Linked DNA regions of Mus musculus: all the other regions are linked to region 4. Evidence: chromatin contacts called from public promoter capture Hi-C data. All regions are on one chromosome and are shown on one strand. Each heading gives the region's core, a stretch centred on a gene start, on an enhancer-like site or on the middle of the called end of the contact. The rest is flanking DNA. Distances are from core to core; before and after follow the strand shown. Region 1 holds the start of AI847159 (expressed sequence AI847159). Region 2 holds the start of Slc20a1 (solute carrier family 20, member 1). Region 3 holds the start of Chchd5 (coiled-coil-helix-coiled-coil-helix domain containing 5). Region 4 holds the start of A630026N12Rik (RIKEN cDNA A630026N12 gene). Region 5 holds the start of Mertk (MER proto-oncogene tyrosine kinase).

Region 1 (4,375 bases), core at 968-3,467, 2.5 Mb before region 4:
TTCCTATATTTGGCAAACAATGAGCACATTAGTGTCTTAATCTATGCAGACTGCTAAGACAGTACGCCGTGGACTCTAAGCAACAGAAATGTATTGCCCAGAGGAGGCTGGGAAATTCCAGATCAGAATACTCACAGGTTATGTCTCCTGAAGGCCCATCATTTGACCTACAGAAATCCATCCTCTTTCTTGTCCTCATGGCAGAAGACTGAGGGAGCTCTCTGGGAGTTTCTTATGAGAGCATTGACCCATGAAAGTTTCACTCTATTATCTGATCACCACTCAGAGGCCTGCCTCCTGATGCTACCATATTTGGAGTCAGACTCAACACTGGAATTCTGAGGCACACAGTCTACTACAGATGGGTTATAACTACTCTACATTAAAAAAAAAAAAAGCAGCACTAGGTAAATGGTTAGGCTTTTGTTTTTGGTTTCATTTACAGAGTTGCTGTGCATGCATGTGCGAGTGTGTGTGCTTGTATGTGCATGTGTGTCCTGTTACTGAACCCAGGTCTTCATGTCAGTGGAATAGGCAAGTACTCTAACTGGACAACAGTCTCACCAGCCCCTCAAATTCAGTATAAAGATGAAATTCCCGAGTTGAGGATGTAGTTCACTCAGTAGAGTGCTAGCTTAGCTTGTTCAGAGCCTCAAGTTTGATCTCCAGCATCAAATAAACTGGGCTTAGTGGTGTGGGCCGGTAATCCTAGCCCTTTGGGAGGTGCAGACAGGACGAGCAGAAATTCAAGGTTGTCCTAGGTTTCATAGTTCAAGACCATCCTGGACCCTGACTCAAAAAGTTTAAATTCCCTCCCCCTCGTTCTCCCACCCTTGAGATCTTTTTTAAAAAATGTGTGGGTTTGCCTGCATGTATGTCTGTGTAGCATATGTATACTGTGTCGGAGGAGGCCAGAAGAGGGTGTCAGGTTCCCCTGGAACTGGAGTTACAGAGGACTGTTAGCTACGGAGTAGGTGCTGGGAACTGACTTCAGGTCCTCTGAAAGAGCGATCAGTTATCTCTCCAGCCCAGTGCTGTCCCTTTGACAGACTGATCACTGCTATCCTAGAAAGTATTTGATAAAGTTAAAAGAACAAAGACCCTGGTAAGTTAGCCTCGGCCAAATCATAGTTGGATCGTTCTTATCAGCTTTCCTCATGGAGGTGGAGTGCCCCCTATCGGAATGGCTAGAAAGTAGCCGCTCCCCCACCCCCATGTCTGCAAGGTCTTTCTCTGTACAAGATGTGTAGGTAGTGTTACCAGGACACAAACAGAATCATGACAACACTTTGCAGTGTAATTTCATGATTTATATATCAATTATGTTTTATGAAGTTATTTTTAACTGACTAAAAGGTTTTATAGCTGGAATGTTGCTATATTGGGATGGAAGACTGGAATAATCTTCCCCAGCCCTGCATTCCTCTCACCTCTTGCTCAAGGTGAGGCTATGCTAGGCAGGAGGAGGGGCAACTGCTTATCACCTGCCACTATTCCCGTTGAATGTCCAATCACCTCCTGCCTCTCTAGGCCTAAGAGCCACTTTGTATCCCCCCGCCCCCCCCCCCCCCCCCGCCCCGTCTCTAAAGTCCAGGCTTGTTTTCTTAATTTCTTAGATTAGTAAATCTAAACATGCTATTGTAGGCATTCCTGAGCTCTATGAACCCACTGTTAACTCTCTACTCCTTGGCCAAGGACAGCTTCTGTCATTCTGAGACAGTGGCCTGCTTTGTCCTTCCATGGCCTGCTGGATCCCTCTAAGTCTCCCTAGAAAAATACGAAAAGGGGCCAGGTGTGGTGGCACACGCCTTTAATCCCAGCACTCGGGAGGCAGAGGCAGGTGGATTTCTGAGTTCGAGGCCAGCCTGGTCTACAAAGTGATTTCCAGGACAGACAGGGCTATACAGAAAAACCCTGTCCCGAAAAAAAAAGAAAGAAAGAAAGAAAGAAAGAAAGAAAGAAAGAAAGAAAGAAAGAAAGAAAGAGAAAAAGAAAAAGACGAAAGGGTACAATACAAAAGGAAAAAATACAAGGAACCAAAGAGGAAAAATACAAAAAGCACAAGCAGGTCCTATATCCAGACCATGAGGCCATCGCCACTGTCAGCTAACCCTGGAGAGGCTCCTTCCTTGGCAACAAGGTCAAGTTCACAGTCTGCAAAGCAGGACTGGCCAGAGCCCTCATTTGATTATAGCTTAATCCTAATCTGACCAGGTTTGGATGCAAAGCTTTCTCAGTTTAACAGTGACCGGAGTATCTCTGCTCTTTAGGACAGAGCTTTCTATCTTAAGGTCCCAACAAGTGCTTTTTGGTGTCGGTGCTAGAGTTTCATGTTTGCTGAGCAAGTGCTCTACCGCCGAGCTGCATCTCCAAACCCACACAGGAAGCCTTGTAAAAAACTGAAATGAAAGAAAATACCAGAGCACATTCAACAATGTGAGTATTATTTCCTGAAAATTGTGGTAAGGCGTGTGTGTGTGTGTGTGTATGTGTGTGTAAACTGTTCATAATATAAAATGTATTTCTTTGTGTGGGTGGGGGTTTAAAAAGTTTTGAAAATATTGACTTAAAGGAAAATATCCATTCCTCAAATAGTATACAAATATTATCAGAGCTGTGTCTTGCTCTAGGAGAAAGAAAAACAAAAGTTGGCTACCACATCTGGAAAGCTCCGGATGGGGTAAGTACAAAGGCCACCAGCACAGGATGTAAAAACCACAGTCTGAGGGGTGTCATGGGAGAAGCCACCTCCTTCTTTAGGCCTGATGGCTGGTTCTGACATTGGCTAGGGAAGGAAGGGAAATGGTATGCTTCTGATGAAGCACGGATACCAAGCCACAGCCCCAAGCCCCATGGCTGGAGCTGCTACCAAGACCTTGGTGTGAATGCTGGGAAAGGACCCAGAGTGATGGGAACAGACAGGGATGAGAAGAACAAAAGTGGGAGATATGGATATATAAATATAAATATGTATATATAATTGAGTATTTATATTATATTTAATGTATGTATGTATATGTGTATATATAATATTTTTTAAGGGAAGGGGGGTGGAACAGTGGAGGACAGCCACTTGAAGGCCAGATGTTGCCTTTGTTTCTACCTCAAGGCCTTTTTAGACTTACCTCATTACTGATTCTGATTAAGATGTATGCTACATGAGTCCATGGTCCGATAGGAATTTCTACATTTAGATTTTCCTTGTATGTTCCTGTCTGGCTAGAGCCAGTGTTGCTGTCTGGTTACCAGACTCAGCTGTGCCTCCCCTCACAAAGCACAGGGGTTTTCTCTTCTCATGTTCTCTGGGTTTCCCTGCTGAGCCCTATAGCCTGTCCTTTCGGCTATTTTGTGGATGCTTTTTTCTTTACCCTTCTCCACTTTTTCAACCCCTTAATATTAGATAGAAGAGAGAAAAGGATGGCGGGGAAAGGGGGCGATGATATTGTTAGGATAATTCCTGCTGATTAGGGCTGTTGAGTTCCTTAGGGCAAGTTTGATCTTCACAGTCAGGATATCTTTCTCTTTCTTCCTTTCTCTCTCTCTCTTTCTTCCTTTCTCTCTCCTTCTTTCTCTCTCTCTCTCTTTTTTCCGAGACAGGGTTTCTCTGTATAGCCCTGGCTGTCCTGGAACTCACTCTGTAGACCAGGCTGGCCTCAAACTCAGAAATCCACCTGCCTCTGCCTCCCGAGTGCTGGAATCAAAGGTGTGCGCCACCACTGCCCGGTGGATATCTCATTTCTTGTTTCTTTGTGCACAACTATTTAACAAATAGCAACCAACCAACAACCAACATTGAACCAACAACTGGCCAGTCAGCCCCGTCGATTGGGGTGCTAGCATTTATACATCCTCTGAAAGGTCGCCAGAATTCCAGATCTCATACAATAACAGAAAGTATCTGCGGCTGGCAAAACCACGCCCCTTCTTAGAGCAGGAGGCAAGTCATCGTCAGCCGCATATCCCACACCTGGGATTAAAAGTCTTATAATATGTCTGTGTTTTTCAGAGAAACCAACATTCTCACTACCAAGCCTCAGCACAGCTGGAAGGAATTCGAAGGAGAAGTGTTGTCTCCTGGCCCTTCCCCTGACACTCCTGCGGTTGCAGACAGGTTGACTATAGAAAATCACAGCAGGTTGGAGCATTCCATTTCCTACTTTGCAAACAGGGAGTGGCCCAACACCTACTTCTGCATCTCCGCCCAGACTCGGGGGTGGGGGAGGGTGTAAAGGACCTTAAGAGCGAGCGTATTCCTTTTCCCTTATGCAAAAAGACTGTTGACCACTCTACGTACAAAATGTCCCCTGTCTGTCTGCCTTTTCCTCAGCAATTGCTGAGCCAGTCATTGGAAAGCGGCAAGGCAAAACACCCATTA
Region 2 (4,695 bases), core at 731-3,230, 2.5 Mb before region 4:
CTTGCTTCTTTCACAGAACTCCACAACATACAGGAGGTATACAGAACAAAGAACTTTTTAGCTTTTCAAAGCCACATACTTACATACCAGTCACATCTGAGAAGAATACCAGTGAGTTTGAACAAGACTGAATGTGACTCATGAAAGGTCGCAAGTAGAAAGGTTACCTTACGGAGGATGAACGCACGAACAAGGAAGAATAAAATTCCAGACATAATACCAGAAAGCAGCGGAGAGACGAACCACGACATCACTGGAATAGAATACAAAATGAAGTGTCAGGTCTGGAAAGTACGTTTTTGTTAACAAGACCCCGAAATGGTAGGTGCTCCATTTCTGATACTCTTCAACTTGCCCCTCCACTTCACTCCCACTCCACGACACACAGCAGCACACAACGAAAATAAAACCATTTAAAATTCAACATACCAATTTTTATCAGTTCAGACCACTTGACACCCTTCTGCCCATTTGCCACAAGGGAGAAACCAATGGTTGCACCGACAATACAATGGGTCCCAGAAATCGGAAGCTTCAAAAACGAAGCCACGAGCTGCCACACAGCAGAACCTGAAACAGAATTAATCAGATTTTGTCAGGTAGATGGCAAAACTGTTACATAAGCAGTGCGTCCTTGCGGAGAGAAGGTTCAAGACTGGAGCGAACATAAGGTATAACTACAACTTACCAAACATAGCACTGACGGAGCCAGCCATGAGCAGATCTTGAGTTTCGTTGTACAGCTCCACATCTATCAAGCCGTTCCGGATGGTTTCGCTCACTTTGGCCCCCAGCAAGGCGGAGCCCACAGTTTCGAAGATGCTAGCTAAGATGCAGGCTTGCTTCAGGGTCACTACACCTGAGCCTACAGCTGTACCGAACGAATTTGCTACATCATTGGCTCCCACGGAGAATGCCAAGACAAATGCAATGATGAAGCCCAGGATGAGCATCCATAGATTGTCATACTTCGGTGGAGCGGAAGCAGTAACAGCAGCTAGGGTACTAGTAATCGTTGCCACAGTAGATTCCATTCTCTAGTGTAGTGGTTCTTTAAATAATAAGAGAATTACTAAGCGGCTTTTGAGATGTGTAAACGGAATGAGGTATCAAAATGCTATAATAAATAGTATATATTATATAAAATTAAATACTGTAAACTACGGCACGGAAACCGAGCTGGGGAGTTACTGCTATACGCTGCTGCGTCTGGGCGTCTGTTGTCTGGGGTTTCTTTGGCTCTGGAGGGCTAAAAGCACGGAGCAGAATTCCATGGCGGATTAGAGAAAGGACGCAAGTTCATCCTGGGGGGACGAAGTGGAAGAAAATAACAATAGCGGCGCATCTCTGGGAAGAGGGCAGCCTGGGACTCCGCATAGTCCCCCCCCCCCCCGCCCGTCACTTATGTCTTCAGTCCCCCAAACGCTGTGCAAGGTGGGGCACAGGGCGATCTCTGTGCTCCCCCACCCCCCACCCCGTCCCGCCCCGCCCCGCCCCACGAGTTCTGTTCAGTCTCCGGCCGCTTGCCCGCGCGCGCCCTCCGTGGATGATCGGAAAAAAGACCATTCCCGCGCGCGCCTGCCGAGGACCGCCGAAAAGGCCCGCGGAAGGGCGCGGCGTGCGTGGGGAGGCGGGAGGAGGACAGCAGCGTAGCGGGGTCCTGCAGCCTGCATCCCACCCCCGCCAGCCAGCTCCCCACACCCGAGCCCACTCCAGAGAAGAAAGGACCTTTGCACCACCGGTGCCGCGCCGCCACTCACCAAAGGAAACTGAGGGCCGAACAGAGAGACCAGAAGAACGAGACTGAGGCAGGCTCGAGCCACGGTCGCACAACCCAGGACGGCAACACCGGGCACAGCACGGAGGGACTCTCTACCCACTCGTGAAGCAGCCGCGGGCGCCTCAGCAGGCGAGAGGTGAAAACACGCAACGCGCGCCGGCGGCCATCATATAGAGAGCATGCCGCCGGCTCCTATTTATAGCCGGTTCTGCGCCCCACGTGACCTGCCGAGCCTCGCGCCCGCCCGAGGTCCCGCCTCCGATGTGACGCAACCACAGGCTGGTCGGGCGCGCCTAGCCGGGTGAGCTGGGCAGCGGCGCTGATTGGCCTGGACGTCCCCGGGGCCCCGCCCCCAACGAGGAGCTGGTCCACGTGGGACTGGCTGGCCGCCTCCCTGCAGCCTCGCCCGGGTTATCCTGTCTGCGCTGGCCACGCCGGGTGGCTGCGGGCGGGGACTGTGGGGGAGTCTCGCCCAGACACGCGGGGACTGAGGCCGCCACCAAGGTCGTTCCGAGTTTCTCCCACGCGGGCCCGGGTCAGCTCGGTGGCGACGCGGAAGAGCGGGTGTGCTGAGACTTGCCCTTGGCCGGACCCGATCTGTACCTCGCCCGGAGAGGGTGGAGGGATCTCACGTGGCCACCTCGCTCCCGCAGTCACGCACTTGTGTGAAAACGGAAAGATTCGGGAGTCACGAGGATAGGCTTGCGTTCCCAGCTGTGGCACTGCGCTGAGGGAGAGCCATGGGTCATTAGTTTCCCGGCGCCGGACCTCCGTTTTAGGAGCCCCGGCTATGGCGCAGCGGGGAGGATGTTACTTTGGATTCGAATTCTTAACTCATATTTGCTGCAGTGTGTCACCTTGAACAAACCCTAGGTCTCCTCAAGCCGAGTGCTCTGGAACGAGAAATAATAGCAGAGTGAGAGAGACTGGAGGACGGGTTGGAATTGTGTGTAAAGCACAACAAAGATGCATTTCCTGTCAGCTCATCGGGGCTAGTGGCGACAGGCAGTACTAATTCAGGTATTCTGGTTACAAGTTCTTACCCAGTAAGGAGAATCATATTAGCTAAGATATAAGCATGTGACTGGAACTCAATAGATGTTCAGGAAATGAACCTTCATTTCCTCGTTACTTTTTTTTTTGAATGTGCCTGTTTTAGAATATAGGAAAAGGTTACAGAGGATGTCCTCATCCTGAAAGTTTTCCCATCCCCTTTTGAAATAAAGATTGCTTCCTGGTCCCCTACATGGTATAAGGTTGTAGTTCTGACAATGGATTAGTTCGTTTTATTGCCTAAGCTCAGAACTAACTAGTCACCACTCCTTGGGAGATTTAAGTTATGTGGGTTATAAAGAAACTTAAGAATTCCAGCCAGAAATACCCGGTTTAGAACGCTCTAAAACGCTCTCTGCTCTCCAAAGGTAGGGCAACGAATAGCAGAAACAAACATGTTGTAAATTATAACTTCACAGGAGTGTCCTGTGACCTATAATTTGGTAGACTCAGAATCTCGTATAGGTTATACAGGTCTATTGACCTCAAGGTCATGGCTGGAAAACAACCTTCATGTTCCAGGACACTGACCCCAGTGTGTAATTCTGGCATCTTCAAATGCAACACTCTTTGCCCTTACTTCTTTCCAAGGTCATAAAACATTGAATAAAAGGACTGGTTTGTTAAAAGGTTGTTAGTGTCCTGCCAATTAAAACAATTTTTGAAGTAATTATTTGTGAGGAAATTGCTCATGACTTTGCCCACTGTTTGGATGTGCTTTGCTTCAGTCTGTTGATGACCATGCTTTTGCCTCTTGAAATTGAGACAACCAAGGTGAGCAGCCATGGTGAATAAGGCCCATCCAGGTACAAGAGCAGAATCCAGAGCCAGGTTTGCCAGATGTGAAGGCATCACTGTGGTTCAGGGAGAGTATAGTATTTTGAGACTTGGCTTTATGCTACTTTAGTATCCATGTATTTTCAGGCAGAGACAGATTTCTCTGTCTCTAGAGAGTCCTTACTGTCTTGAAATCAAGGAGGGGGGATGTGATGGTTGGTCAGATGGTTTTAGATTGTCTTGTTTTTTGTTTGTCTTTTGTTTTTGTTTTTGTTTTTTGAGATAGGGTGTCACTGTGTAGCTGTCTGGTTGTCCGGGAACTTACTGTGTAAATCAGGCTAGCCTCGAAATCACAGAGATCCCCCTGCCTCTGCCTCCCAAGTGCTGGGATTAAATTCATGCACTTCTATACTTGGTTACCAGTTTTAATATTCAACTTGACCCACTCTAGAATCACCTAGGAAGAGAGTCTTGGTGAAGGCTTGTCTAGATAGGTCGGCCTGTGAGCAGGTCTGTAGTGGACTGTCTCAGTGTGGAACGCTGAAGTCTGAAAGTATGTGGCACCTTTTCCTGGTATCATAGTTAGGGTTTCTTTGCTATGGTGAAACACCATGACCAAAAAGGAAGCTGGGGAGGAAAGGCCTTATTTGGCTTATACTTCCATGTTGTTTTTCATCATTTAAGGAAGTCAGGAGAGGAACTCAAACAAGGACAGGAACCTGGAAGCAGGAGCTGATGCAGAGGTCATGGAGGTCTGCTGTTTACTGGCTTACTCAGCCAGTTGTCTTATAGAACCCAGACCACCAGCCCAGTGATGTCTCCACACACAATGGGCTGGGCCCTCCCCCATCAATCCCTAATTAAGAAAATTCTTTTTGGCCTACAGAGATGGCTCAGCGGTTAAGAGCACTGACTGCTCTTCCAGAGGTGCTGAGTTCAATTCCCAGCAAACACATAGTGGCTCACAACCATCTGTAATGGGACCCGATGCCCTCTTCTGGTGTGTCTGAAGACAGCGAAGTGTACTCCTGTACATAAAATAAATAAATAAATCTTTAAAAAATTTATTTTCTCAGTTGGGGTTC
Region 3 (4,695 bases), core at 787-3,286, 2.5 Mb before region 4:
AAAAGTCAATGAATATCAGATATAATAAGAGGTTAACCTCTAGCCAAGAACTCTCCTGAAGCATGAGATCTAAGGGAAATGATAGGGTGTGGCCCGGGATGCAGGGAGCTGATAGAGCTTAAGAGCCAGGGAGCAGGAATGGGGGGACAGAGGAAGCTTTTGGGGAGACATATCCTGTACACAGAATAAGAATTAGACAGGAGATGGATAAGCAAAGCAGCTATGCTCCTGAGCACCCGTACATTTGTCCACTGAGGATGGAGTATGGAGTTTGAGGTGGAGAGTGGAGAGGTGGGACCAGGTCACCCGGGATGCAGGCTGCACTGGGGTGAGAGCTGGTCTGGTAGAACAGAAACCACAAAGAGCTTTCTATGCAGAAGCCAACATGCTAAGATGTCCTCTGAGTCCATTCTGAGACCATCACATAAGGACTGGAAAGGACAAGATGAGCCAACACACTAGCCCAAAAGAAGGCGAGAAAGAAAAGGCAGAGCTGCAGGGACAGAGAGCCCAGAGGTGCTCAGATGAGGGCGGTCGAAGGTGTGAACTTTCCCTTGGAGAGATCCAGCAAGAGCAGCAAGGGAGGGAGGGTTTCTCACGCTTTCCTCCATTTCTGCCAAATCCAGAACATTTTAAAGACTTTTTCCTAATGGCTACATCAATAACAGTTTAGTATTTCAGACATATTGTATATGTATTTATGTATTGTATACATTAGCAAGATCCTTTTCTGTGCACCCCTCCACCTCACCCCCTCACCCCTACCAGCACAGCTGGAAAGTAGTGAAGGGGACACAGTGGCTGAGGAAAGGAAGAACACAGGATCCAGTAAGAATCAGGGACTTTGTTCCAGTGTGAATTGGTGGCCACCAGAGAGTTTTAAGCAAGGGATTATCATTACTAGAATCCAGGTCATTATATGGAACACAGAGGGTCTGGCAAGCCGGGGAAAGGCTGGGGCAGGTGCCCTGGCAGAGGGGAGTGTGAAAGGTGGTGACAAGCAGAGGCATGTCCACTCGGGGACAGAGAACCATGGTTTTTAGATTCTTGGATGCATAGCCAAGGCCATGTATGGGAATGGGGCTGGGACTGGTTCTGGAAGGTATTTAAACTAGAAAATGAAGGGAGTTGTGAAAGGAAAAAGCTACGATCAAGTTAGCCTCCTTTACCTCTCCAGTTGTGGGTGAACTTGGTGGCTGCACCTGCTCTGCACACTGCAGGAAGCGGCGCATGTGTTCAGCACAGTTGCCCACTGCTGCCTCATTCAAGCGAAGACACTTCTCAAAGGCTTCAAAGGGCTCAGCACAGGCCTGGCGGATCTGGCGGATGATCGGGCTGTGGGGGGTAGGGCATTTTAGACCCTGAAGCATTCAAACCCTACTGCCTGGCACCCTCTAGCCCCCAGTTGTACACTCACTGGGAGGACGTGCAGCGAGCAATGCTCATCTTAAGGTGGTGACAATCTCGATGCCACGACTCTGGCTTGGCTGCCACACATTGGCCATACTGATCCAGCTCTCGGCTGCAGTATCGAGCAGTGACTTCCAGGGCTGCCTGCCTGTGGGACAGGGTAAACTGAAGATAATCTCAAGAGAAGGCAAGAAAGAGTTCTGATTTTGATCTGTGATTGGACTAGTCTGGATTGGGGGTGGGGGGTGTAAAGATCCTGTGATAGGGACAACCAACGAGGGGCAGAAATAAGCGCCGATCCCTGCGCGTTGTGGAACAAGGTGGGATTTCCCGGGAGATCGTGGAAGTCCTAAGACAAAAAGTCTGGCTATTGTGAAGCAGGCCTGGAGTCTTGAATTCAGTCATTTCCCGTTGGGGACCGTGCAGTCTGACAAGCATGATCTAGAGTTATAGGGAGTTGTAACTCACATCTCCAGGCGAATTCAAGCGCCGATCAGTCAGGGAGAAGAGACCCGCCTTTTCCGGTATCAGGTTGTTATGGCGGCGCCCAACCCAGACCTCCTGGCCTCACTCTTCCGGTCGTCGAGCGTCCCTGCCACTCATCCCACATTGGTCCAACCTTCATGGCTGTGTCCTGCTTTGCTTTCCGCCTCACTGCCTATCCGGGAGGAGGCCCCTGTAACTACTTCCGGTCCGTCAGCTATTTTAGTTTATTTACTTCCGGCTTGTGGTGGTCGCGTTTAGTGATCACCGGAAGCAGGACTTCGGCCGTGATCGAGCAGCCAGGCACAGAGCACCAGAGCTGGTTCCCTGTAGGTCAGATCTACAGCCGCTCGCGCTGCCACTTTCCCGGCTGGAGTTGAGGCCACCGGCCCGCGTGACTATGGCTCGGCACACGCTGCGGCTGAGGCGGCAGCTGTGCCCGCCGCTGCTAGTTTAGGAACACGGGGATTGCCCTCTCAGGCTGAGCTACCAGTGGCTTTCCGCCACTGCGTATTCTCCTCCTGACTTTAGTTCCAACTTGACGGAAAGGAATGATCTTAAACGCCACATTGGGCTTCCCATCCGATTATTCACTCAGACATGTCCTTTTCCTGCCATAGGTGGTAAAGGCAGGATGAGAGTGGGTTTTATTGCTTGCTCCTTGCAATCGTGCACAAATTATTTTCTTTGTAATTTCCTTAGGTGGTGTTTGCACCCTCTCCACATTTGCCTTCAGATTATAGGGCTAGACCTGGAAGTTCATTTCCCTGTAAGGCTAAATATTCCTCATATGGAGAGGCCTAAGCTAGAGAAAATGAGCGGTAAGGTGATTACCTTAGCACGCAGTTGTAAAATGAGAACGACTGCTTTGGCCTTCATAATATACAGTGACACTTTCATTTTTGGGAAACTTGACACTCCACACTTCTAGTTTCCTTTTGTCTGGTTGCTGTCAAAAGAGTCATTAAGAATGGAATGGAGAGAACTAGATAACCCTAAGGTTTGAAGTGAAGCGGATCTGAGAAATGCAGGTCTCAAGAGTGCTTCTGTTACTGGGGTTCCCTTCTGGGGAGCTCATTAATGAAAGAACTTTAAAAGGTACTCATTTAGGACAATCAAGGGCAATGTTATTGGTCTGAGAGAAAACACCAGGACAGGCACGCTGTAAATGTCAGTAGCCGCTAAGAGGGAGCAGGAAAAGGAAACTAGGGACATGTGTGTGATGTACATGTGTGCAGGCAGAGGCTGGCGGCAGGTGGCTTCCTCTATTGCTTGACACCTGAAGCTTTTTGGAGACAGGGTGTCACTGAACCTTAAAACCCACCAGTGAACATCCAGGAGCTGTCTCCTCATCCCAACACTGGGATTCCAAGTCTGCCCTACCATGCCTTTTCTGCAGGTTTTTATGCAGGTGTTGGAGATCCACAACTCAGGTCTTCCTGCTTGCATAGCAAGCACTTTAGTCAGCCATTCCTTCACTCCCTCCCCTATTTCTTATGAAATCAGGTAACTATCTTATGACGCAATAATTGCTTCTTGAACGTTTGTCCCAGATACAAGAAGTTTATATCTACACACAAGCATGCATGTGGCCTTCCAGAGAAGCTTTCTCTCTTAGTGCCCCAAACTGGAATCAAAATGTCCTTCAAAGTGGATGGCAAAAGTAGGTCACCCATACTGTGGAGTACTATACAGCAATGCAAAGGCATGAACTCACACATACAACTTCCACAAATTTAAAGTAAACTGTTAAGTAAAAAAGAAAAAGTCCATTTCAGAATATGCCATGATTCTATTTACATGTATTTCTTGAAATTATTGAGAATATGTTGAAGGGTTAGAGATAATGAGAGAAGACACAACAGGACAAGCTTGTAATAATGTCCTGTGTGTAACAGCAATCTACCCAGAGGATAACAGTCCATGCAACTAACTATACATAAGAGCACATAAAACTGCCAAGTCTGAGTAAGCGCCCAGGTTGTCTTAATGTCACATAGATTTTTTTAGTCAAGAATCTACAATTTAAGATCAAAAGTTAATTTTAAAAAATTTAGCGAGGTATTGTGGGATATGATGCTAATTCTCACACTCGGGAGGCTGGAGCAGGGAGGTGACTAGTTCACGGGCAACAAGACCCTTAGAACACAAATACTTGGACACTAGATCTGCACACTATCCCCAGCTACGATATTGTGAAGAGACAGAGAATAGGTTGTGCGGGTCTAAAGTTGAGCTGTTAACACAGGGGAAGGATCAACCAATTCAAGGTGTTCTCCTTATGAAAAAAATTCAAACACCCATTCACAGGGAGCAGTACGGCTGTGTAAGATGTTATACACAAGCACACACAGAACCCTAACAAGCACGGAGAAACGCATACAGAGGTTAGCAAAAAGGCAAAGGAACATAGTTACTCAATAATCAGATACATTCAGCCTTAAAGGAGGAGGAAGTCCCACCATGTTCAAAAACACGGCTGAGCGTAGACGAGGTCATGCTACATGAAAGATGCCCATCACACAGGACGGGTGCTGCATGATCCCACCACATGCGCGCGCACGCACGCACGCACGCACGCACGCACGCACACGCACGCACACACACACACCACTCAAAGGTGCACAAGGAAACTTTGGAGATGATGAATCTGTGTAGTGAAATTTATAGGAAACCTTTGTGTCTGGTTTGAGTGAACTGTTTCAGCAAAGCTATGTCTAGGTTAATAAGCAGAGGTTAAGAAATTGTTTTGAGACGTTTGAACCTTGAAGAAATGTTGTCTTCCTCCAAAGTCTGCACTGT
Region 4 (4,098 bases), core at 508-3,007:
TGGGAGGCAGAGGCAGGTAGACCTCTTTAAGTTTGAGCCCAGCCTGGTCTACAGAGTGAATTCCAGAGCAGTCAGAGCTTCACAAAGCGAGACCCTATCTCAAAACCAACCAACCAACCAAACCTAACCAAAAACCCCTGAAATAAAATATTAAATAAAAAGAAAAAACATGAACTATGCTCTCCCCATTCTGTTTACTTTGCTATGTCTTACACTGGCTACAAACTTTCACTATATAAATAAGAAAGGCAGCCGGGCGTGGTGGCCTTTAATCCCAGCACTCGGGAGGCAGAGGCAGGCAGATTTCTGAGTTCGAGGCCAGCCTGGTCTACAAAGTGAGTTCCAGGACAGCCAGGGGCTATACAGAGAAACCCGGTCTCGAAAAACCAAAAAATAAGGGCAAGTGTCCTTATCTGAGGACAGACACACACAAACACAAATGAAGTCTGTAAACAATTTGGATCTCATTTAAGCCATTTTGCTCCTAGGTTATTCTCGGTTGTCTCCGATATTCTCATTCCTAGATACCTGACGCCAAAAGTTCCACGGGTAGTGGACTTTTCGGTGAAATATATCAAAGTGGAACTTTGAAAATCGCATGTGAAGTAAATTTATAAGGCTTTTCCTTCACAAATCATCATCTCCCAATCAACTCTTGGTTCATTGAAAGTAAAATACGTCACTAGGCATGGTGGTACGCGCCTTTAATCCCAACAATTGAGAGGCAGAGGCAGGCGGATTCTTTTGAGTTTGAGGCCACCCTGGTCTACAAAGCCAGTTCCAGGTCAGGCAGGGCTGTTACAGAGAAACCTTGCCTCGAAAACAAATCAACAAAAATCCTGACAATACAGACAGGAGAAAAGCGTCACTATTACAACATTAAAAAAAAAAAAAGCCACAGAAACATCCACGTCACACACGACCAGTTTACACCAGGTGAAGAGGACAGGCATCCTTTGTTCCCGCACAGGCCCCACAACCAGCGATTCCGGGTACCTTCCAGGACCACGGTAAGTTAAATCTTAGGTACCCGGCTGCCCTTCCGCCTGCCGGGAATCTGCTAGAACACCCCATAGTCAAGTCCAAGCTCCAAGCGTCCCGAAATGCCGGCACTTTCCGTGTCACGCCGGGGGAGAACTTAGCACACGCACCCCTAACTCCCACACATCCCGCCCCGCGACGCGGCGCGGAACACCCAGCCGCGCACAGGGCCACCGCAGCGCTCACCCCGCTGCCGCGCAGGCGCCGGGCGAGCCGGGACTTGCGGTCGCCCCGCGGATCATTCCGCCGCAGCCTTTGTGTGGCCGAACGCTAGAAATGGCTTATTTCCTTTCTCCCCGTTTAAAGTCAGAAGCAGACCCTCTCATCCCTTTCTCCCGCCGGAACGGGGCTGGGGGAGGGCGGCGGCAGGCTCGCTCCCGGGGCCAGTGGGGCGGAAACGGGCGCGGGTTGGCGAGGCCGCCGCAGGCATGCTGGGAGCTCGGCCGCCGTGTCCCTCCGCGCCGACGGGGACTTTTCGGTGGGGATTTTGGGCGCCGAGCAGACGCGGCATTTTCGGAAAATAGCGCCCTGTGCAGCGAAGCGCTCTGTGTGTGGCGGGGCCGCGTCTGCCCTGACGGCTCCGAGGCGCCGCGGTCCCCGCACCTCCTCCCGCTGCTCCCCCGCCGCCGCTCCCGAAGCTTTTCCAGGTCAGTGCGGGTCTGTGTAGGGCCCTGTTACCACCGGATGTGGAAGTTGATCTCTTCGCTGGTAAAAAATAATTCCACTTCCCCCGGAACCCAGATCATCCCCGCGATTTCCTGTTTATTGCATTAAGGCGCCGGGTTTCCGGGGCTCCTGGCCCCGCTTGTTTGGCGGGGGTCGGCGGGGTCGGCCTGGGTGTCCGTGCTGCCGCCGCCGCCGCCGCCGCGCTTTGTCCGCCCGGCGCTTGGCTTCTGGGAGGGGCGGCAGACATGGTGGCGGCCGCCGCCCCCTCCTCGGTCAGGCGCCGCGGCCTCCTGCGGGCCCCACGGGTCGGGTCTGCGGTGGGGTCGCCATGGCCGTGGGGGTCCGGGCCGGCGGGGCAGGCGGCGGGAGAGGCGGCGCTGTCCCCGCCCGCTCCTTTGTCTCGGCGGCCTGAGGGCCTGGCCTGGCCGGGCCGACGACAAGCGGGAGGGAAGGCCGGGCCGCGCTGCCCCGCTGGGCCCCGCGGAGCCCGGGGCGCTCGGGTTTCGGCCCGAACAGCCGGGTCGGGGCAGGGTAGACGGGCCAGTCCGGAAGGGACGGAGCCTGCCATTCTCAGTGGCCGAGACTTTTGCCCCGGAGACTTCGCCACCGGAACCCACGCGAGCGCGGGTGCGGAAAGAAGCCGCGAGTTTCGTCGGTCATGTCTTGCCTGGGCACAGATCGGTGTTGAGTGTGCTGTTGTGAACCTCTCCCACGGCGTTGAAGCCGCGGGCTTAGCCTTGAAGTGTGCATCTCCAAAATGAGAGCGAAGGAAAGCGGGCCTACCTGCTGGCTTTTTTTCCCTTGAAGCTTTTGCTTTAAGCCCATTTCCACTGTGTCTAGCAGACACATTTGCTTTAAAGCAGGGAGCGAGACCACAGTACTTCTGAAAGAGAGCTTCATAACGTGGGAGTAATTTTTAAGAGTTCTTTCTGCAGACACTGTGGTTTGTTGTCTATTCAGGCAAGTTACTTTCTGAAATGTAATTTTTATCTGGGGGTAAAAAAGAACGGTGGTGTGCTTTTTCTAGGGAAGTAGTGGCCTTCCCAGAATTGAAAACGCACCGAATTTAGTACGCAGACGATAGTCTACCTCACAGAGATTCACCCAGATTAATTTAAATATAACTGATAGCTTTTTGGCTCTTAGGCCTTCAGACTCTGACTTTTTAAGTTTTAAGGGAACTGATGGCTCTTATCCCTTTATTCGCTTTTCTTATTTTGTCAAAAATGAAAAGTAACGTGTCAACTCATGACTTAGGCAAGAGTCACATTGTTTTGCACTTTCGAAAGTCTTTTTTAAAGCCTAGTTTAACAGAAAACATTCTTGAGTCAATTTTTGCAGACAGTCTTGTGATATGCCACATAGCCAATGGAAAACACTGTATGTATATTATGCTTTTTTTAAAAAACATGATATATCCCATCCTTCTATTCAGCATGTTAAGTACAATCAAGATATTGTGAAAGACAAACTGAATGAGAAGAATGATTCTTGTAGTTTGGGGGAGAGGCCTCTAACTTTTTAAAAGATGGCCATTTAGATGCTTAAGCATTGCAGAGATTATAATTTACCAGTAGCCTTGATATCTGGAAATAGTCCAAGTGACAAGACATTTTAAAGTTCCAGTTCATATGCTTAACGATGTACACATATAATCAGCGTGTAAAGACCCGCTTGTAAGTACCTTCTTCACGAGGACACGTGCATCTTAGGCGCTTCAGACTTCCGTGGGAAGTGAGGTGTTTGCCGAAACAAAATGCACATGTAGTTTGCATGTGTAAGTCTTAGCCTCTTCCCTGACTCAGTCTGGGTTTCTTGGGTGTGGGCGATTAATCTGTAATAGTTCAAGATGAGTTTGGGGCTAATGGCTTTGGAAGGAAGCTGAGTTTCCAGTGGTTTCTTAAAACCCTCGTCTGATTCTGTCAGTTGACCTCTGCTGTTTCATCAACAGGAAGCATCTGGCCATTCTTCATGTCATTGTCAGAAAGTGCCAGGTGCATTTTTATGTTTGCTATTATGCATATCAAAATTGGATCTTAATTTTAACCTCGTTTTTATTCCCCTCCCTCCCTCCCCCGGCATTTTAAAAACCCGTGGTATCTCTAGGTATAGGTGAGGCAAACATTACAAATTCAAAAATTGTCACATGAAATTTTAGGTCAGAAATTAATTTTTGAGTGAGCTCAAGTTTCTTGCAAGTTGTCTTGTTAGTAAATGCACTGATGATGTCCAATCCTTATCTCACCGGCTATCTTAGAGACTCATGTCAAGGCAAGTTCCTGGACATCTAGGAACTTGTTTACATATTGACAAATATGACAATTTGACATTGTATACATGTCATATAGTGTACAAATTAAGGTATGTGTTGGGACCCATTCACTTTCTCTG
Region 5 (4,240 bases), core at 1,557-4,056, 2.0 Mb before region 4:
AATCTGTTGTGACCACTAGCCCTCCTTCCAGAACTATCTAGAGATTCTTTCAAAAAGTAAGGCTTAAAAACCTAATTTTGAGTGAGTCCCAGGACAGTCAGAGCTATATAGAGAAACCCTGTTTCAAAAAACAAAACAAAACAAAAAAACCAAACCTAATTTTGAGCTGGAGAGATAGCTCAGTGGTTAAGAGAACTGACTGTTTTCCAGAGGACCCAAGTTCAATTCCCAGCACGGCTCAGAACTCCCTGTAACTCTGATTTCAGGGACCCAGTGCCCTCTGGTCATCTCCTTGGGAACTATGCATGCACATGATGCACAGACACACATACAAGCAAAACACCCATACAGATAAAATAAAACTTTTTTAAAATTAAAGCTCAATTTTGTTAATTCAAAGGCGGTTATATCGTGCTTACTATCTTAAAGAACAAAATTCATTCACTCATTTATTCAAATGAACCCTACTTACTTCCAAAAAGCAAGAGGGGTCACTTAGAGTTCTTGGAAAAAATGTTTATAATAAGTTGGAATGTTTGTTTTTAGTGTCAATTTAAGAAATCGACCATTTTAGCTGGGCGGTGGTGGCCCATGCCTTTAATCCCAGCACTTGGGAGGCAGAGGCAGGCAAATTTCTGAATTCGAGGCCAGGCTGGTCTACAGAGTGAGTTCCAGGACAGCCAGGGCTGCACAGAGAAACCCTGTCTCGAAAAACCAAAAACCAAAAATTAAAAAAATCGACCATTTTAAAAGCCGGGTTTGTTCTCAGGGTTCACACATCTTAGTCACAGATGAAGTCACCAGACTGGCTTCATTTTTATGCACTTTCAAACTTCTCCTTCATCCTCTTTCCCTATCTGACCCTCCCTAGGGACACTGTGTGCCCCTTATACAGCTCGGTCGCCCCCTTTCCCTCCTCCCCCCACACCGTGGTCCAAATCAGGGGCCAAGCAGAGAGGAAAGACTGGGACTCCTGAAACACGTTCTCAGCAGCTCCAATTCAGGTAGAAAAAAATTGAGAAACTTTCATTCTTTCTCAGCGTGCATTTTAAGCCTTTCTACGGTTGTCTATGTCTGTCAGCTACAGAACTTCATCACACGTTTTCAAAACTTAGAAAATAAAGCATAGCAGGGCAGTGGTGGCACTCGCTCACCTTTAATCCCAGCACTTGGGAGGCAGAAGCAGGCGGATTTCTGAGTTCAAGGCCAGGCTGGTCTACAGAGTGAGTTCCAGGACAGCCAGGGCTACACGGAGAAGCCCTGTCTCGAAAACAAACAAACAAACAAACAAACAAAAACAAAAAGAAAATAAAGCATAGATTTAAAAATATCAAACAAAAGCTTTGGTTCCTATCACTCTTCCCATGCTTATGACAGTCACAGCCTCCAAAATGACGCGTGGCCTGCTAGGGCTAGTAGCAAAAGTATACCCGACTTTCAGCGGATTATTAAGAACAGTCCTGGCAGAAAGGCTGAGGAACTTTTGAGGGTTTAGTAATGGAGAATAGAGTGGTCTCAGTTCTTAGCTCGTTTTTTGGCTGTTGATGTTTGTTGCAAATTGTCACGTTGCCTCAAACTACAAATTGCTTATGTAATTTAATGTGCAAGGAAAGAATTGTTTAAAAAAGAAAAAGAAAAGAAAAGGAAAGAAAAGAAAAAAAAGCTCATTTGAGCAAATGAACTTTGAGAGGAAAAATGAGGTTTGTAGCTAAACCATAAACCAAACTTTCCTTAAAAGACAAACTTTAGTCTACCAGATTCAAGATCAAAGAGACAAAATTACACTCCGAATAGAAACAGATCTTTTAGGGCAGGAGCAATACCTGAAGGAACAATACCTGAAATGTGCTTGCTTATAGTAGTCTTCCAACCCCTCCTGCGTCTATTTCTTTTTGGAAAAACCTTGTTTTGTTTTCCCCCCAGCAGCTTCTTTACAAAGTGCCTCAGTGTCATCTGTTGGAGGAACCTGCCATACTTGTTTGCGCTAATCAATCCAGCATGTCAAATTGAACCGCTTGTGAGAGCACTTGTGGTCTGAGCACTTGTTTGTGCTACCCAAACAAAAAAGATTCCGCTCCACAGTAATAATAGTGAAAGGACCGTATCGTCCCCCTCGGCTTTTTGCAGGCTTCTTACACTCACAGACAGGCTGTCCCTACAAAGGAGGGCTAACACAATGTTCAGCAGAGCCCAGGGGAGAAGCCAGAACTAGTCTTTCCCTGGCGGGACACCTAGCCTCCAAGCAACGCCACGCGCTAACGGTGACATCCAACTTTTGCAGCTACTTATTGGTTCACGGCGTGGAATTACCTTGGAATCCTCGGTCTATGATTCGCAGAAACCCCGCCAAAGCTCGGCAAGGCTAGACAGTGTTGAGGGTAAAGTTCTTGGTGCATGCCACGCCAGACCTGAGTTGCATTTCTTAAAGGCTCAAACTTCGCTGCTCCCAGAGCGCCCAACCGGGCTTGAGGTCTTTCTCTGTGGTAATGGGAAGCTCTCGGTTCCCATCGGTTCTACTAAGACGTGCACCCCAAGACCCGGCTAGGGAGCCCCCATAACCCTCTACGGCTCGCTGGAATGAGTAGCAGCTCCCGGAGACCCTGCAACCTGCACTCACCTCCACTCCAGAGCGCGGGTAGCAGCAGCAGCCCCAGTAGCAGTGGGGCCAGAACCATCGCGGGGCCGCGGATCTGGCAGTTCTCTCCGGACAGATGCACGTATCCACCAACGTCCCAAACTCGCCAGTCGCCGAGGGCGCGTGCGAAGCGCCTCAGTCCCGGCCGCCCGGGCAGCAGGCGCCAGAGTGGCAGTGCGGAGTTGGGGATCGCAGGAGTCCTAAGTTAGAAGAGGCGGGCCCAGGGCTCAGGCCCGGGAGGGGCCAGCAGGTTGGAGTGGACAGGGGCGGGAAGGGGGAAGGGCAAAGAGAGCAAAGAAGGATGGAACTGGAGGAGGGGGCGGGAAGGGGAGGATCCAAGGACAAGCCCTAGGGAGGGTGGAGGGGCGGGGCAGAATGGAACTTGGGTCAACTCCAGCAGGTTAACCCCTGGCTTGAGTGTGTAGGAAATCTGGAAGGGAGGTGCTGGAGGAGATGGAACAGAGCTAAGGAGGGCCACCATCTTGAGCTAAAAGGACCGAGAGACGGAGAGGAAGGGGAGGGGGCTAAGAAAGAAAATAATCGGGAGGATGATCTCTGGCTACTTGGTTACATCAGAGGAATCTCACTCTGTATGGGTAGGTAGAAGGGATTGGAAAGGGTAGAGGCCGAATTTAGTGGAGAGCGACGGATGCAACTCCAAGACCTTTAAAGGTTAGTGGGTCCAGCTGCTTTGGAGGGGCAGCGATTCTGCAGTTCAGGCTCTACTGGCATAAGAGGTCCTAGCAGCTGCATTCCAGAGGCTGTGGCCGCCGTGGCAGCACACCCTGCTTGCCAGGTCCTCCCCCTGGCTACTGAAACGGAGTGCAAGAGCGGACCCTGGCGTCAAGATCTTGCAACCTCCACCCCAGAGGTTAGCTCGGGGAGAACTAAGCCGAATCCTGTAAGGAAAGAGTTTGAAACAGGGATGGAAGAAAGTGCTGTTACAGGAAAGGGTGGGAGGCCCAAACCACGGCATCAGATTGTGAATCTCAAAGAAACGGAAGGCGTATGAGGCTTTCTTAAAGGAAATAGAATGATTTGTTTTTCTTTGGAGATAAGATCACATTAGAGCCCAGAGTAAACCACCCTGATAAATTTAAAGTATTTATTACTGAAACTGAGGACAGACCCATACGCACTGTGATACAATAAGCTCCTTGCATCTCTAGCCCTGCAGGAGGACATCAAACCAGAAGCGCTGGATTAAACAGACCCTTGATTGGTGCTTGATGTGAAAGAGCCCAGTTTACTGTGGATGGTGCCATTCCCGGGTAGGTCATTCAGGGATGCATAAGAAAGCAAGCTGAGCAAGCCAGTAAGCAGTTCCTCTATGGTTTGTGCTTAAGTTCTGGCCTCCAGGTTCCTGCCTCGAATTCCTGTTCTGACTTTCCTTCATGATGCATTTCAACTGTAAGCTGAAATAAATTCCCAAGTAGCTTTTGGTCATCACAACAATAGAAATCTACGTAGGACAGACAGGGTCTTGCTATGCTACCTAGGCTGGACTTGAATTCCTGGTTGTGCAAATATTCCAGCCTTCTTAGTAGCTAGAACTGCACGTGTGTGCCACTAGGACTTGCTTAAATCTCACTTTTTTTTTTTCTT

What was found. Promoter capture Hi-C pulls out the DNA fragments that hold promoters and counts their contacts.
Region 1: a promoter capture Hi-C map of pre-B cells shows a contact between it and region 4, with 4 times the contacts expected there. The contact joins the promoter of AI847159 here to the promoter of A630026N12Rik in region 4. A contact is called at or near these places in 2 of 39 promoter capture datasets (the C10 cell line and pre-B cells).
Region 2: a contact with region 4 is called in a promoter capture Hi-C map of liver, with 2.4 times the contacts expected there. The contact joins the promoter of Slc20a1 here to the promoter of A630026N12Rik in region 4. A contact is called at or near these places in 3 of 39 promoter capture datasets (liver and pre-B cells) and 1 of 115 datasets of contacts at active chromatin or transcription factors (double positive thymocytes).
Region 3: a contact with region 4 is called in a promoter capture Hi-C map of pre-B cells, with 6 times the contacts expected there. The contact joins the promoter of Chchd5 here to the promoter of A630026N12Rik in region 4. A contact is called at or near these places in 1 of 39 promoter capture datasets (pre-B cells) and 2 of 484 Hi-C or Micro-C datasets (muscle stem cells and uterus).
Region 5: a promoter capture Hi-C map of liver shows a contact between it and region 4, with 7 times the contacts expected there. The contact joins the promoter of Mertk here to the promoter of A630026N12Rik in region 4. A contact is called at or near these places in 1 of 39 promoter capture datasets (liver), 2 of 115 datasets of contacts at active chromatin or transcription factors (astrocytes and forebrain) and 1 of 9 other capture datasets (adipose tissue).

What each region holds. Positions count from the first base shown.
Region 1 is chr2:129,178,515-129,182,889 of GRCm38.p6, reverse strand. AI847159 (expressed sequence AI847159) reads left to right here and starts at 2,217. Exons shown (of 3, transcript NR_045264.1): 1 at 2,217-2,436; 2 at 2,631-2,680; 3 at 4,007-4,375. Gm39932 (a long non-coding RNA gene) reads right to left here and starts at 287. Exons shown (of 2, transcript XR_866734.2): 1 at 136-287.
Region 2 is chr2:129,196,058-129,200,752 of GRCm38.p6, reverse strand. It overlaps Slc20a1 (solute carrier family 20, member 1), which reads right to left and starts at 1,980. Exons shown (of 11, transcript NM_015747.2): 1 at 1,761-1,980; 2 at 689-1,304; 3 at 430-570; 4 at 168-253. The coding sequence starts at 1,034.
Region 3 is chr2:129,127,041-129,131,735 of GRCm38.p6, reverse strand. Chchd5 (coiled-coil-helix-coiled-coil-helix domain containing 5) reads right to left here and starts at 2,036. Exons shown (of 4, transcript NM_025395.3): 1 at 1,879-2,036; 2 at 1,418-1,558; 3 at 1,170-1,335. The coding sequence starts at 1,880. It also overlaps a transcript of Polr1b not described here.
Region 4 is chr2:126,672,946-126,677,043 of GRCm38.p6, reverse strand. A630026N12Rik (RIKEN cDNA A630026N12 gene) reads left to right here and starts at 1,757. Exons shown (of 1, transcript NR_166192.1): 1 at 1,757-4,098. Gabpb1 (GA repeat binding protein, beta 1) reads left to right here and starts at 1,452. Exons shown (of 9, transcript NM_001271468.1): 1 at 1,452-1,688.
Region 5 is chr2:128,697,481-128,701,720 of GRCm38.p6, reverse strand. It overlaps Mertk (MER proto-oncogene tyrosine kinase), which reads right to left and starts at 2,806. Exons shown (of 19, transcript NM_008587.2): 1 at 2,618-2,806. The coding sequence starts at 2,675. It overlaps Gm39931 (a long non-coding RNA gene), which reads left to right and starts at 3,219. Exons shown (of 5, transcript XR_001783466.2): 1 at 3,219-3,307; 2 at 3,805-3,906.